Linked DNA regions of Sus scrofa: all the other regions are linked to region 2. Evidence: chromatin contacts called from public Hi-C and promoter capture Hi-C data. All regions are on one chromosome and are shown on one strand. Each heading gives the region's core, a stretch centred on a gene start, on an enhancer-like site or on the middle of the called end of the contact. The rest is flanking DNA. Distances are from core to core; before and after follow the strand shown. Region 1 has its middle 41 kb from the start of NPR3. Region 2 overlaps LOC102162488 (a long non-coding RNA gene). Region 3 overlaps NPR3 (atrial natriuretic peptide receptor 3). Region 4 holds the start of NPR3 (atrial natriuretic peptide receptor 3).

Region 1 (3,493 bases), core at 793-3,292, 230 kb before region 2:
AAAAGAGTTTCTATGCCCCAGGGCAGACAGTTTTAGTTGTCCCCGAAAATCTTCCTTGCAGGACCTCAAAATCATAGTACATGAAGGCATCTCTGTTTCCCTTAACCCACTGAGCCACAAAAGAACAATCAAACATTTCAACGAAAGGAATAGATGAGGGGAAAGTGACTTAGTTTAGTTGTAGAGACCTCACTCATCTTAATGAATGATCATCCTGCTGTTATGTGATAAAAGTTCTTGCAGAGCCAATTCTGCCCATTGTTCTGACTTATGAGGGTTAGAAATAGCTTTTAAACTGTGAAAAGGAGAGAGCAGCAGACAGAAAGTATGTTCTACGAATTCAAAACTGCAAAAAAAATGGCCGTATCTTAAAGTTCCAATCTTTTTAACCATCTGTATTACTAGATTGTATTTTCTATGTGTTTTTGATTCAGATACTTCAAGAAAAGAAATGGTTTATTTGCATTTCAAATTCCTGGGTTATGTCTTAGTTATGACTCAGATGTTCTGCTGATTGTCTTAAGACTGCTGTTTTATAATCTTTTTCTGACACAATGCCAGGAATGTTGAAAAAATAAAAAACACCCACACAGCAGATTGAGAAACTTGAGGCAAACTGAGGCAAACCTCAACCAAATGTGAAAACTAGCAGTTTTCATGAGATATTTCAAATGGCTGGCTGTTTCTCATAGTTCAATATGTAAGCCAACATTTATTGAGTGGCTATTGCAGAACCTCTATTAAGGGCCCTGGGTGTGGGCTGTAAGGATAAATTCAACACTCTCATTCCTGCCCTCAGCAAATCTGAAATTCAGAAATACCGTCATTGATATTTTCAGAAATCAACGAATAATGACTGAGGGTCTTGCATATTCCAGGCAACATGCTAAGCCTTTGATCATCTTTACACGCTGCAGACAGGAACACAGAGCTTACTGAGTCATACTGTAAAAAACCACTAGGGCGTTTACAGACATAAGAATTTGTGTATGGATACAAGAAATGCTGTTAAGCCATCTTTCGATCATGGAATGCCTTTCCCTGGGAAGCCCTGGTGAATGCACCGCCCTTGGTCCAAACCAACAGCAAGTTTGTTGATGCCTCTTTCCCCGGGTGGTCAGTCCTTGGAGAACCTACATTATCCTGTGAAGACATTAAGGTTTTTTTTGTTTTTTTTTTAAGGTTTTTAAGTGAAAATTTTTTTCTAGTATGTCTCTTGGCATCTTCTTTTCTTTCTTTTTTCTTTCTTTCTTTCTTTCTTTCTTTCTTTTCTTTTTTCTTTTTTTAAACTCTTATTTCTGTGAAGACATTAAGTTTTAACAGGTACCTCAGCAAAGAGCAAGACTTGTTCCAAGAGTCAGGGCCTTTGCCTTCTGGACTGGTCTGCTTGGGCTGCTACGGCAAAGTGCGCCACACCGGGGGACTTAAACCACAGAAATTGATTTTTCTTCACTGTTCTGGTTCAGTCCATAACAACTTCTTTTATTTTTCATATCAGATCATGTCATCTAGGAAACAATGGTGTCTGTAAGTAATTGGCCTATACTCCCGATTTTTCTTTTCTTCATTTTTCTTTTTGGCCTCACTTGCAGCATGCAGAAATTCCCGTGCCAGGGATCGGACCCACACCACAGCAGCCACCAAAGCCACTGCAGTAGCAATGCTGGATCCTTAACCCACTGAGCCACAAGAGAACCTCCCTCCCCACCCCCAACTTTGTAACAACAACAAAACTGCACACAATGACCAGATCCCTCAAGGTGAAATTTGGGAAGAGAAATTCCTGGAGAGGAGGAACAGCTGTGTCCTATGGCCCTAAATTCCACTGTCCTGTGTGTGTGTGTGTGTGTGGGGGGGGTCTCTCTTGTGTACTTTGCCAAGGCCTGTACCCTGGTGGGGTAGGAGTGAGAGTGGGGCATATCGTTTCCTCTTTAACAAAACTGGCCTAAACGGAGAAGCGTGACCCTTCCACTCACACCTGAGAGCAGCTGAGCCAAGGTTATGCCACTCGAGAGAGGATTTCCCAAGAGCTAGGACGTGACAAAAGGCAGAGAACAGGAAGCGCACTAGCCCTTTGGCCAGATTATCTCTGTTTAGGGTCCACTGGAGTGAGCTGCCTTGCTGCCTAGCTCCTGGGGGGGTTAAAGGCACCTAACTCTTCAAGTCCAATCCCAAGGGAGAATTCTAAGCTCCTTTATTCTAGCTCCCCTCCTTGCCCTCGGCCCCCACCAAGCTGGTTCCCCCAGCAGTGGTCACCCCTCTGCAGAGGAAGGACGTCTCGAGGCGGAATCCCAACGTGACCCCCACGTCAGGAGGCCCCTCAGCATTTCGTAACAGGGTGACCCTTTGCCGGGAGTTGTCACCCCTGCGTCTCTGTGGATGTGGCTCCGTGGCGAGTCAGCTTTATCTCCCCAGGGCTCCAGGCTAAGCACCACGATGTGCCAGGCACACTTTCCAGACTACATGGCTCAGAGTCAGTGCTCTATCTGGGTTCTAGATGGTCTCTGTTTCACTTCATCTCTTCACTCTTGCCTCATCCCTCCTTCCAAGTGACAGCCATCTCATGTGCCCCATACAGAAGTCAAGAGGGATGAGACCAAATAATTTTATCAGATCCTGCATGGAGAGTTTATTTTTCATAATTACTAAACAACCTTGGACAATATGGAAATTCACTCTAAAGTCCCTATAAGTGCCCCCAGAGTTGCACAGCAATCATGAAAGGACTAAACACAGACATAAGTAGATGTTATACGCATCTAATCTGTGCAACGCTGTTAAAAAAATGCTGTTAAAAAAATGCTGTTTTTCATACATGCATTTTAGCTACCGAGTGAGATTTGATAGGAAAGGTCTAGTAAAGGAGAATTTTAGCAGCAAACAACAAAGGTTTCCTTTGCTTTCCTGAATCAGTTGTTCTCAGCCTTCCGCTATCCCTCTTCAAAGCAGGTCCCTGGGCTGAGGTCTGGGAGATGGTGCTAATTTCCGACTCAGCTCCTGCCTCTTAGTGCACAAGAGTCTTCTTTGAGCATATCCTTGAAGAACTTAAACCCACTTACTCCCTTATGGAAACTTAGAGCACTGTATTGTGCTGTTAGTTGAGACAAATATCCAAAAAGAGTGTGTTTTTTCTGTTTGTTTTTTTATTGGTGGTGGTGGTTGGTTTGTTTAAACAGACAACCATAGAAAAGGTCAGGAAGACAGACTCAATTTTTTTTTTTTTTTGAAAAAGTTTAATTTCCGTGTTTCCAGTTTTGAGTATTTGGGCCTGGTGATAGCTATTAGTGAAACCTTTCCAATGCACTGATGTCCTTGAATTAAAACAAGCTTCTTGCAGTTCCAGCTGTGGCTCAGTTGGTTAAGAATTCGACTAGTACCCATGAGGGTGTGGTTTTGATCCCTGGCCTTGCTTGGTGGGTTAAGGACCTGGTGTTGCTGCGAGCTGTAGTGTAGGTCTCAGACGCGGCTCCAATCTGGCATTGCTGTGGCTGTG
Region 2 (3,247 bases), core at 176-2,675:
TGGGCAAGGTTACACAGTTAGGAAATAATGGACTGGCAGTCAGACTATATGGCCTCCTGAATGTTTGTTATTAATTTCTGTGGTTGCTTGGAAGGACGGATAGGAAAGTGGACAATGTTCAGCACTGGTAAATTTGACTGCGGGTAGCTGGGGATGGGTTTAGGACAGGAGTGGAGGAGGTAGTGTCCGCTTTTCCCTCTGTCATTCTTTACTTTGTGTACTTTTCAATTATTTAAACTTTATTCTTCAAGGAGTATTTGTAACATTGTAATTTTTTAAAGAGAAAAGTCAACTACAGTGAGAGAGCAGTAATTCAGCCAGTTCCAACAGTCTGTCCTTGTGGCAGCTGCTGGTGCAAAGAAGTTGACCAGGAAGTAGCTCTGCCCAGTAAGCTAAGGGTTCAGGAACACCCGTGTGGCTTTGTGAAAATGAGGCTCCCACCTGTATTAGAAATGCTTTGTACCTCTTTTAACACCCAATCTGAGGTGTCCCGAAGGCTGAATAAATAGCTCATTTATCCGCAAAGCACCCTGTGAGTTCCCTGGTGTGGTCGGGGAGGGTGTGGAGTTGAGTGATGATAGCCCAAGATTAGCTCTTATGCACATTTCGGGATTCCAGCCCCTGGAGGGAAATCACTTAAGGTCTGTGCACCTCCAATCAGCATCAGCTAAAAGCATCATCTTCATAATAATAATTTCCAGCCTCAAAGGGATACTATTAATTAGCCTACATTTTTTAAAGTGCTTGGGAAGGCCAGATTGCTAAGTACTGAATGAATGGGAAGTTTTACCCAAATGGTCTAGCTGGCCGGTTCTGAGGAGGGAGGAGGTTAGGTGACTTGTAGCCAGTCACACGAGGAGGCTGAGAGCAGAAAGGAGAACAGAATGGTCACTGTCCTGGTGCTGAGTGCCCTCCTTTAACCACACTAGACCACGTTCCCTGCCTCCAGTAATTAGAAATTACTTCAGCACATAAACAGGTACTTTACAATGTTTTCTTTTTACAACGGACAGCACGTGTCTCCTTTCCACTAGGAGAGAGGAACCAGTTTTGGCTTCCCACTGTCCCCACCTCCTTTAGAGCTCAGCCCCATAGGCAGAGAGAACAGCAGTCGCACAGGAACATCTGCTCTGACCAAGGCCCCCTTCCAGTGGCTGAGGCTGAAAAGGAGCTGATAAAATGGCCTCCTTCAACGGAAATCACTGCTGTGTTTGAAGGACCTTGGGTCTCAGCCACTGGTCACAGTGCCCTCCCCCTCTTCTCTCTCCCATTACTTCCATCAACACGTTTAAGAAAATTCTTCACAGAAAGTCTTATTATTGACATGGATACTCTTGCTCAGAACACCCTTACCATATACTACTCCACACAGGGGTGAGTGATAACAACTCGGTTTGTTTCATCAGCTCCTGGTTTATGGGGCAGTTTATATTGAGGGAGTGGCTGTCCGAGTTGGTTCTGCAGCTGACAGAAATATATGTGTATTGATGTGAGTCCTTCTCACTGCTCTAGTCTGAAGGCTCAAGAGTTCCTTGTGACACTACCAAAGGCAAACTGTTGGAACTTTTATGCTTGGATTTCATTTCATAAAACTAGAATGATAATGCACGTTCTCAGTCTCTAAATATCTGACTGGGCAAATGTCCACATTATCACTAGGCAGAATTCTGGACGAACCTCTGCTGCTGCTCTGTCTCACAGTGCTAGAGAGGGCACAGATTTGGAGACTAGTCCCCAGGCAGCTGGCTACATGCCCTGACCCTAAATGTCATCAGCTTATTTCTTGAATGTTTACTTCTCTTGTTTGTAAAATCATGTCCCTCATAGCATCCATGTCATGACTTATATTCATGAATATGTCTAAAATAGAAGCATGATTATAAAGTAGTGGATTATTTCTTTAAACAAATGTTACAGAATGTACTCATCTAAATGTGTGTTGTCCCTTTCAAAGTAATCACTTCTGAAAGTTGTACACACATTCCCAAAATGGTAATATTATGTAACATATTTGAGAAATTCTTCTTTGGAATTGCCTGAGGGATAGTTTGCAAAAACAAAGGAAGATAAAATTTTTCTTAGCTTAAATGCAACACATATTGAAAGCTTTGATTTTTGCCTTTTTGTATTGTTTTCTGAATTCTGACTTATAATTCTAAAACCTAGAGATAACCATATTTCTTTCTAGTCTTTTTTTTTTTTTCTCTGAGATGTGGCCTAATGAATAGACTCAGAGGTAATGAATCTTCTTTTTTCTGAGGGTAATTTTAAGCTTTGGAATCTAATTCCATTTCATTTAATTCAGTGAATATTTATTGAGTGACTCTGCATGCAAGAAGCTAAGTGGAAATAAAAAGATCAACAAGATGAGTTCAGATTGACTTTTTAAAGAAGCTATTAAATGGTTCAGAAGGTGATGTTAAACAGAATTACAAAACATATTTTGAACAATTGCAACATCATTGCAACAGGTGTGTAGCGTCCCAAGAGGACACACTGAAGTGGGCAGTACAAATAGTTGTGCAATGTCTGGAATGTTTAAAAAAAATGAACATGGCCCACATGATATGCCAAATAAAACTATTTGGGGCAACCAGGAGCAGCCACCACATTTCAGAACTAGAACCAGCCTAGAAAGGTGAAAAATAGGTAAGGTGACCCTATATCCCAGTTTGCCTGGGATAGTTTTGGTTTACATACGTGGTCTTGATATTATTAGTAACAGTGCCCCCTTTACTCTCTGAGGAACACCGCCTTGGAGGATAAGTTAATGACCACCCCCAAAACAGAGATATTTACTATTTGTGCCTTTCTCTTGTATCCTCTAGCCCCAGGGGCAATACTCTATAGTTAGTTTAGTTAGTTGGTTGGGACTGATTTTGGTCCTTCTTTTTCCTTTACCACCATCAATTAAAATTTACACTAGCTAATTTCTTTAAGAAATACAAAGAGCTAACAATATTCAACCTCAACTTTTTAATCAAAAGCAGATTTAAACAATGAGTCACACATAAGGAAAGTCAGTAAGATTGTAGTGAGATGAATACTTTGTGAGAAGGTGAAATTTATATTAAACCCCAAAAGATAATTTAGTCATAGGTCTCATGTGGCAGTTAAGACAGTGGAATTTGGAGCCAGACTCTTCTGAGAGTGAACCCTGGCTCCTCTGCTTACCAACACTACAAACCCGGGGAGTTCTTTACTGGTGCCCCAGTTTCCTCACCAGTAAAATGGAGATAATAACCAT
Region 3 (3,086 bases), core at 27-2,526, 130 kb before region 2:
AACATACGTGGCTCCTTTCAGAAGGACTTCCATCTAAGGTGTTTATTTTTATTTTTTATTTTTTTTGCCATTTCTTGGGCTGCTCCCTCGGCATATGGAGGTTCCCAGGCTAGGGGTCGAATCGGAGCTGCAGCCACCGGCCTACGCCAGAGCCACAGCAACGCGGGATCCGAGCCGCGTCTGCGACCTACACCACAGCTCACGGCAACGCTGGATCCTTAACCCACTGAGCGAGGCCAGGGATTAAACCCACAACCCCATGGTTCCTAGTCAGATTCGTCAACCACTGCGCCATGACGGGAACTAAAGTGTTTATATTATACAAAAAGTTTTGATACTTAGAGAAATAATATTTAAGAATCTGGAATATTTGCTTGTATGAAACATCTCCCCCTGCCCCCGACAAGTCTGGGTACATGAAGCTTTGTTACATTTATTAGTAATTATTAAGGTTACTATTATTAGCAAGAATCAAGGTCATATAGAATAAAGACCCTCCTAAACCAAAGCCGTCATGTTTCATATTGAGCGCTGGTTAGAAAACATCAAATAGGTAGATCTTTTATTACCACCCTTGGTTGCTGGTGTGTTTGGAGCGCACGGGTCTCTGAGCAGGACCCTCAGCCTTCACGTCCAGCTTGTTTGGATGCTCATTTGGTTTAGTACGCGTTTTAACTCACAGCTGGGGCACAGTCAACTTTATTAATTAATTTATTTTGCTGTCGTGGGCATCATTCCACTTTAATATTTTTGAAACAGTCTCAAACTTAGAGAAATTTCAACACCGAAAAATTTTTTTCCTGAATTACTTCAGAGTTAAGTGACCATTTCAGAGTAAGTGACTAACTTGTTGACTCATCACCTCCCAATATTTTAGTATCTATTTCCTACAAACAAAGCTCTTCTCTCATATCACCACGATCAGTCATCAAACCCAGGAAGTTAATACTGATATGTGACTATTGTCTACTGTATCCTTGGATTTCAGTTGTTTTGCCATTTGTCTAAGGTCCTTTCCAGCAAAAAGATCCACTTCAGAATCATGTCTTGCATTTAGTTGTCACGTCTTTAGTATCCTTCAGTCTAGAGCAGTTCCTCATCTTTTCCTTGATTTTCATGACCTTGACATATTCAGTTTCTGCCCAGTTGTTTAGTAGAATATCCCTCAATGTCAGTTTGTTGATGTTTCCTCATGCTTATCTTCAGACTACCCCTCTTTGGCAGGAATATCATGGAAATAAAGGTTCAAGGTCAACTTTGGCTGAGTCTGAAATCTGGATTCGCTTGATCTGAGTCATGCTGTGTTAGCTGCTGGTTTAAATATTTGCTTGAGAGATGAGGAGCAATTAGCATGTTGCTTCATGTTCCTTGTCCTCTTTTCTTCTTCCACCTTCTGCTCTCTCAGCCCATCTCCAGGTAGAGGTTCTGTCCTTCTCTGACATTGAAGTACACTGTCAATCTTAGTCTTCTCTTTTATAGACCCTCGTTGGTTTTTCCAAACTATGTACTCCATTCGTAGAGCTACTCAAAGTACCAGCCAGTTGGAACAGAAACCAGAGCACAGAGCTGCCTTCCAGTATCAGCTGGCTGAACATATGCGCCAGTAGGATAGATGTTTTAACGAGGCAGGCCTGGTTTGGACCTCTACTTTAGAACCTGCCCACCCAACACTTTCTGGCATTTTGATGCCATCCGCTGACTAAGATCTTTCTGTTTAGGATGTTAATCAGAATCTCTTTCATAGGATAATAACAGTTCCCATCTATGCAAATTTGGGAAGGACTAAACACAGTAGAATGTAAATTCTGTTAAGTTCAGCTCTAGAATGTAGAAGATGTTCAATAGAATTTAGCTGCCAGTTGTTACCTGCAAGTAAAGAGAATTGCTTGACTTTGCTCAATCTAGCATTTTGTAAACTTGTTAAACCACAGCAGTACTATTTCTAGAGCCCTCTGTTAACATTTTAAGGAATGCTGCTGCTTATTTTAAAGAATCCAGCTGGGGAAGCTCTGAATTAAGACCTGAACAGAATTCAGCTGCTGACTGTTCACAGTGAGTGAATAAATCAGGGATGCTTGCACTAGGAGTTGGGGTTCTGGATCTTAGCTTAGTCCTTACCGCACCTTGAAACTGCTTGAATAAAAAGGGAGAGGTTTCATTTTAAGACACAAGACAGACGTGAAGAAAGTCATCTTTGTACAAAGCCTGGAGTTTGCTCATCTCTTCCTTGCAATCACATCCCCAGGTGACTCAGTTCAGGGGGAGCTACCTGAAGGTCTCAGGACCAGCTTTAAAGGATGTCACCCAGTTGGAGAAATTAGAATTTACATGCTCCTTCTGACTTTGGTCTTTCAGAAGTAATGCAGCCAGAAGTTGTCCTCCTGTGTTCCCTGGTCTCCGTCTCCCTCTGTCTTGGGGCTGCCTCACTGCCCAGCAGAGCGTACAGGGTGCCTGCTGCCTGCCTTTGCCCTTCCCCCTTTGGGCTTTGGTGTCTGTGTTTACTTGACACTGTGCCTGACGGGAACACAGACCCCTGGGATATGAGGTCAGCGAGTGTCCAGAACATTCTGTGGGGGTCAGGTCGCCAAGCTTTCCAGAGCCACATCCGGTCAGGCACTGGTGGGACATCAAGGTCAAGGGCAGATATTGCTCACTTGATCACCTGAAAGCCAGGGATGATTATGTCATTATGTATGAGCATTTCTCAACTAAGCCTTCAAGAGTGTTGGGTGATGAGAAGCATCCATATATGACGTGTGTGCGACACATTCAAATGTATCAGATGACTGAATTCCCTGCCTAAGCATCGGGAGAATTTTTAAAAGTCATTCTCATGTCCTTGTGCTCCACACCCACTAATTCCAGGAGTCCCCGTCCACAGCGTTGTCTCCACCCCGCTTCTCCTCACAAGCAGGCTGGGTGGCGCTTCTGGCTGAGGTTTGCTGTCTGCCAGCGCTCACACCTGCAGTGTTGTTCCCGTCCTTAAAAGAGCAGCCGGGGGCTGTAGTGGGAGATGCATGTGGGGTCAGAACTTGACTTCATGATCTTCCCAGGACTGCTTTTGTTTAATGATCCATGTTGTGGTA
Region 4 (3,256 bases), core at 225-2,724, 190 kb before region 2:
TTCTTCACGTCTCCTGGCAACCAGTTTCGAAATCCATTAAGACCCTTGGAATTCGGGATTTAGCTTGTTGTTCTCTCTCTCTCCCCCTCCCTTCTTCCTAGGAATTCAGGGGGGATTTAGTCGCTGTGAAGCTCTAAATCTCAATTTCCAGTGTGTGGGGGGTACCCGTTTTGGGGGGGAAATAAAATTGTATACAGATGCCTCGTGTGCTACTGGCTAGCAGGTCTAGTAACATGAATGAAGGTTTTCGCTGGAATTATAAGGTCCTACTTGAAGATTCAGGGACCACAGAGCATTATCTGAAATCTAAATGCCCCGAGGATGAAACGTTACTCAGCTACATTTACAGTGTCAGAAAGAGCGATAAGGAGGGTGATGTTAAGAGTGGCGAGCACTGATGCCTGAAGTTGCTACATCTCCGGAAACCCCAATTTACCGTTTCACCGTCACAAATGAGAGCGATGGCTCTTTGAGATCCCGGCGTTAAATAAAGCAAAACAAAACAAAACCCAAAACAAACTCAGCGCCTGGGGAGGTGGCAACCGGGGTAGACGGCGGCTGCAAGTTTCTGCCGAAAGAGGGCGTTGGTCTAAGACTAAGAGAAGTTTATGGACAAGAACGCCCAGTCAAATGAAAGACCATTTTAAAATACTTTCAATTTATTTTAATTCGCGGGACCTAAGTGGTGGAATTCACCCTTCCAAAGTAGCAGGTTCACATTGCAAATGACCTCGGTGAAATGTTAACCAGGTTCAGAGGGTCAAGTTCCTCTAGGTCCTGCCCTGCAGCGCAGCGCACTCCGGCGAGGCTCTTCTGGTCACTGACTTCTTCAAGGCCGTTTCCATCCTCGTCTCCAACACTGCTGTGGCTGGGACCAGTGGCGTGACTGGGTCTCGGACGCAGGACCTTTCTCGGCCTTGGAGAACCTAGAGCACAGGTTCTCGCGAGCCGCGGAAGAAAAGCGGTGGGATTTCCCAGCGCAAGGACTGGAGCGGAGGACGCGACTCCACCCAGGGGCCTTCGGGAAAAAGCTTTCGGAAGAAGGTCTCTTTATGTAGTTACCTGGTTTAGCAAACAAAGCCCAAGGATGCCTTGGAGATGCTTTTCAAGCCTTCTGCCACCTCCAGGCGAAAAAGTGTTCTCTCGCCTTTGGGAGCAACAAGTTTCGCTTTTCTGCTCGAAGCGCGCCAGCGGAGGTGTTCGGTGCGCGGGGAACACTGGGTGCGTGGGGAACGCTGGATGCGCCGCAGCACTTCGGCTCCGGCGCGAACCCGGGCTGCCCAGGGGGAGGAGGCCGGCGGGGGGCGGGGGAGGACGCCGGGGCTAGCAAGGCGTTCCAGGTCCGCGACCTAGACGTCTGCATCGGTGCCTTGGTCCTTGTTCCCTGACCTTGAGCCAGGGGGGCTGGGAAGGTCGACTGCCCGCCCCGAGTCGCTTCGGGAGGGAGTGTGGCTGGAGTGAGAGAGAGGTGAGAGCTTTTTTTTTTTTTTTTTGCAACGAAACCACTAATTTCTAGGACCACCCCATTCCTCTTTTTTATTTTTTTTTTTTGCACGTTATGTGTGTGCCTGCGCGCGTTTCTTTACTTTCAAACACATTTCCATTTTTAAAGGCCGGAGCTGAAGAGAGGGCTGCCGCACGCGGGGCAAGGGAGTGGCGGGGACCCTGGTGGCAGTGTGGAGCGGTGGGGGCTCCTGCTGGTGCAGACGTGGGCGACTGCGGCTTTAAGGAAAAGGCCGAGGTCTGACGGGGAGTGGGAGTTAGGGACAGGGGAGGGGTGGGAAGAGTAGGGGTGCGGGGAGGAGCCCTGATGTAAGAATGTTAATGAGAGGCTCCCCAGCCCAGCCCCCACCACTCCCCACTCCCACCCTCCCCACCGGTTGGAAATACAAGCCCAGCCTCGGCGCGCCTTGTGTGGTAACACGCTCCGCCGCTGCCACGCTATTTAAACTCGGGTTATGGATCCAGGAACCGGCGCGAATCAATGAGATCAAACGCGAGGGAGATGCACCGTCAATTACAAGCACCTGGACAAGTCTAACTTTTTCTTCTTTTACAAATACGCTTTCAAAAGAAACCTTAGCAACGCCCAAATAAGAAGCCACCTCTAAGCAAAATAGTATATATAAAGGGAGGGCGAATATATATATATATATTTATAAAAAGTATATTTATAATATAGCTGTATAGGTTTACACCCGGTGAACTTTTTCTTTTCCTTTCTTCTTTTTTCTTTTTTTTAAACGAGTGGCATTGCAAAGGAGGACTCTTCCTCTCTATCTTTTGGCGAGTTAGTGAAGGGGGTATTCTATTTTCTTAGAGCGCCCAAGGGGGCGCAGGGACCTCGGAGAGTAGAGTGGGGAGGAAAGAGGAAGGGTGGGTGGGGGGCAGAGAGCGAGTCCGCAGCGAGGGCAGGCGCTTTCCTGCGGCACGATGCCTTCCCTGCTGGTGCTCACTTTCTCCGCGTGCGTACTGCTCGACTGGGCGTTGCTGGTCGGCTGCACGGGTGGCGGTGTTGGCGGGGGCCCGGGCGGCGGGCGCCGGGAGAGAGAGGCGCTGCCGCCGCAGAAGATCGAGGTGCTGGTGCTGTTGCCCCAGGACGACTCGTACCTGTTTTCCCTGGCCCGGGTGCGGCCGGCCATCGAATATGCACTGCGCAGCGTGGAGGGAAACGGGACCGGGCGGCGGCTTCTGCCACCAGGCACTCGCTTCCAGGTGGCCTACGAAGACTCGGACTGCGGCAACCGCGCACTCTTCAGCCTGGTGGACCGCGTGGCGGCGGCGCGGGGCGCCAAGCCCGACCTCATCCTGGGGCCGGTGTGCGAGTATGCGGCTGCACCGGTAGCCCGGCTTGCGTCCCACTGGGATCTGCCCATGCTGTCAGCCGGGGCACTCGCAGCCGGCTTCCAGCATAAGGACACCGAGTACTCGCACCTCACGCGCGTGGCGCCAGCGTACGCAAAGATGGGAGAGATGATGCTTGCCCTGTTCCGTCACCACCAGTGGAGCCGCGCCGTGCTGGTTTACAGCGACGACAAGCTGGAGCGGAACTGCTTCTTCACCCTCGAGGGGGTCCATGAGGTCTTCCAGGAGGAGGGCTTGCACACGTCCGTCTACAATTTCGATGAGACCAAAGGCTTGGATCTGGACGACATCGTGCGTTACATCCAGGCCAATGAGCGAGGTGAGCAGAAGTGCGCCCCGGGGCCCCCCAGCCCTAACTCAACCACTCTGCTCGGCTCTCCCTACATGCCCC

Evidence for each region. Promoter capture Hi-C pulls out the DNA fragments that hold promoters and counts their contacts. Hi-C and Micro-C count contacts between places; a contact is called where the count stands out from the background.
Region 1: a Hi-C map of liver shows a contact between it and region 2, with 5 times the contacts expected there. The contact joins two enhancer-like sites. A contact is called at or near these places in 8 of 47 Hi-C or Micro-C datasets (adipocytes, heart right ventricle, liver and 2 more) and 2 of 2 datasets of contacts at active chromatin or transcription factors (alveolar macrophages and skeletal muscle).
Region 3: a Hi-C map of liver shows a contact between it and region 2, with 2.2 times the contacts expected there. The contact joins two enhancer-like sites. A contact is called at or near these places in 1 of 5 promoter capture datasets (liver), 3 of 47 Hi-C or Micro-C datasets (liver and skeletal muscle) and 1 of 2 datasets of contacts at active chromatin or transcription factors (alveolar macrophages).
Region 4: a contact with region 2 is called in a promoter capture Hi-C map of liver, with 4 times the contacts expected there. The contact joins the promoter of NPR3 here to the enhancer-like site in region 2. A contact is called at or near these places in 3 of 5 promoter capture datasets (fetal skeletal muscle and liver) and 7 of 47 Hi-C or Micro-C datasets (embryonic fibroblasts, liver, omental adipose tissue and 3 more).

What each region holds. Positions count from the first base shown.
Region 1 is chr16:18,798,814-18,802,306 of Sscrofa11.1, forward strand. No RefSeq gene overlaps it. Among named protein-coding and RNA genes, the nearest start is that of NPR3, 41 kb to the right of the region's middle. Within about 2 kb of position 2,043, at least 10 of the 83 cell types and tissues checked have an H3K27ac peak or open chromatin away from gene starts, as enhancers often do. A contact at or near this core is called in liver, where this site is marked.
Region 2 is chr16:19,031,121-19,034,367 of Sscrofa11.1, forward strand. All of the region lies in intron 2 of LOC102162488 (a long non-coding RNA gene), which reads right to left. Among named protein-coding and RNA genes, the nearest start is that of NPR3, 190 kb to the left of the region's middle. Within about 2 kb of position 1,426, at least 6 of the 83 cell types and tissues checked have an H3K27ac peak or open chromatin away from gene starts, as enhancers often do. A contact at or near this core is called in liver, where this site is marked.
Region 3 is chr16:18,902,830-18,905,915 of Sscrofa11.1, forward strand. All of the region lies in intron 3 of NPR3 (atrial natriuretic peptide receptor 3), which reads left to right. Among named protein-coding and RNA genes, the nearest start is that of NPR3, 63 kb to the left of the region's middle. Within about 2 kb of position 1,277, at least 10 of the 83 cell types and tissues checked have an H3K27ac peak or open chromatin away from gene starts, as enhancers often do. A contact at or near this core is called in liver, where this site is marked.
Region 4 is chr16:18,840,066-18,843,321 of Sscrofa11.1, forward strand. It overlaps NPR3 (atrial natriuretic peptide receptor 3), which reads left to right and starts at 1,475. Exons shown (of 8, transcript XM_021077060.1): 1 at 1,475-3,184. The coding sequence starts at 2,434.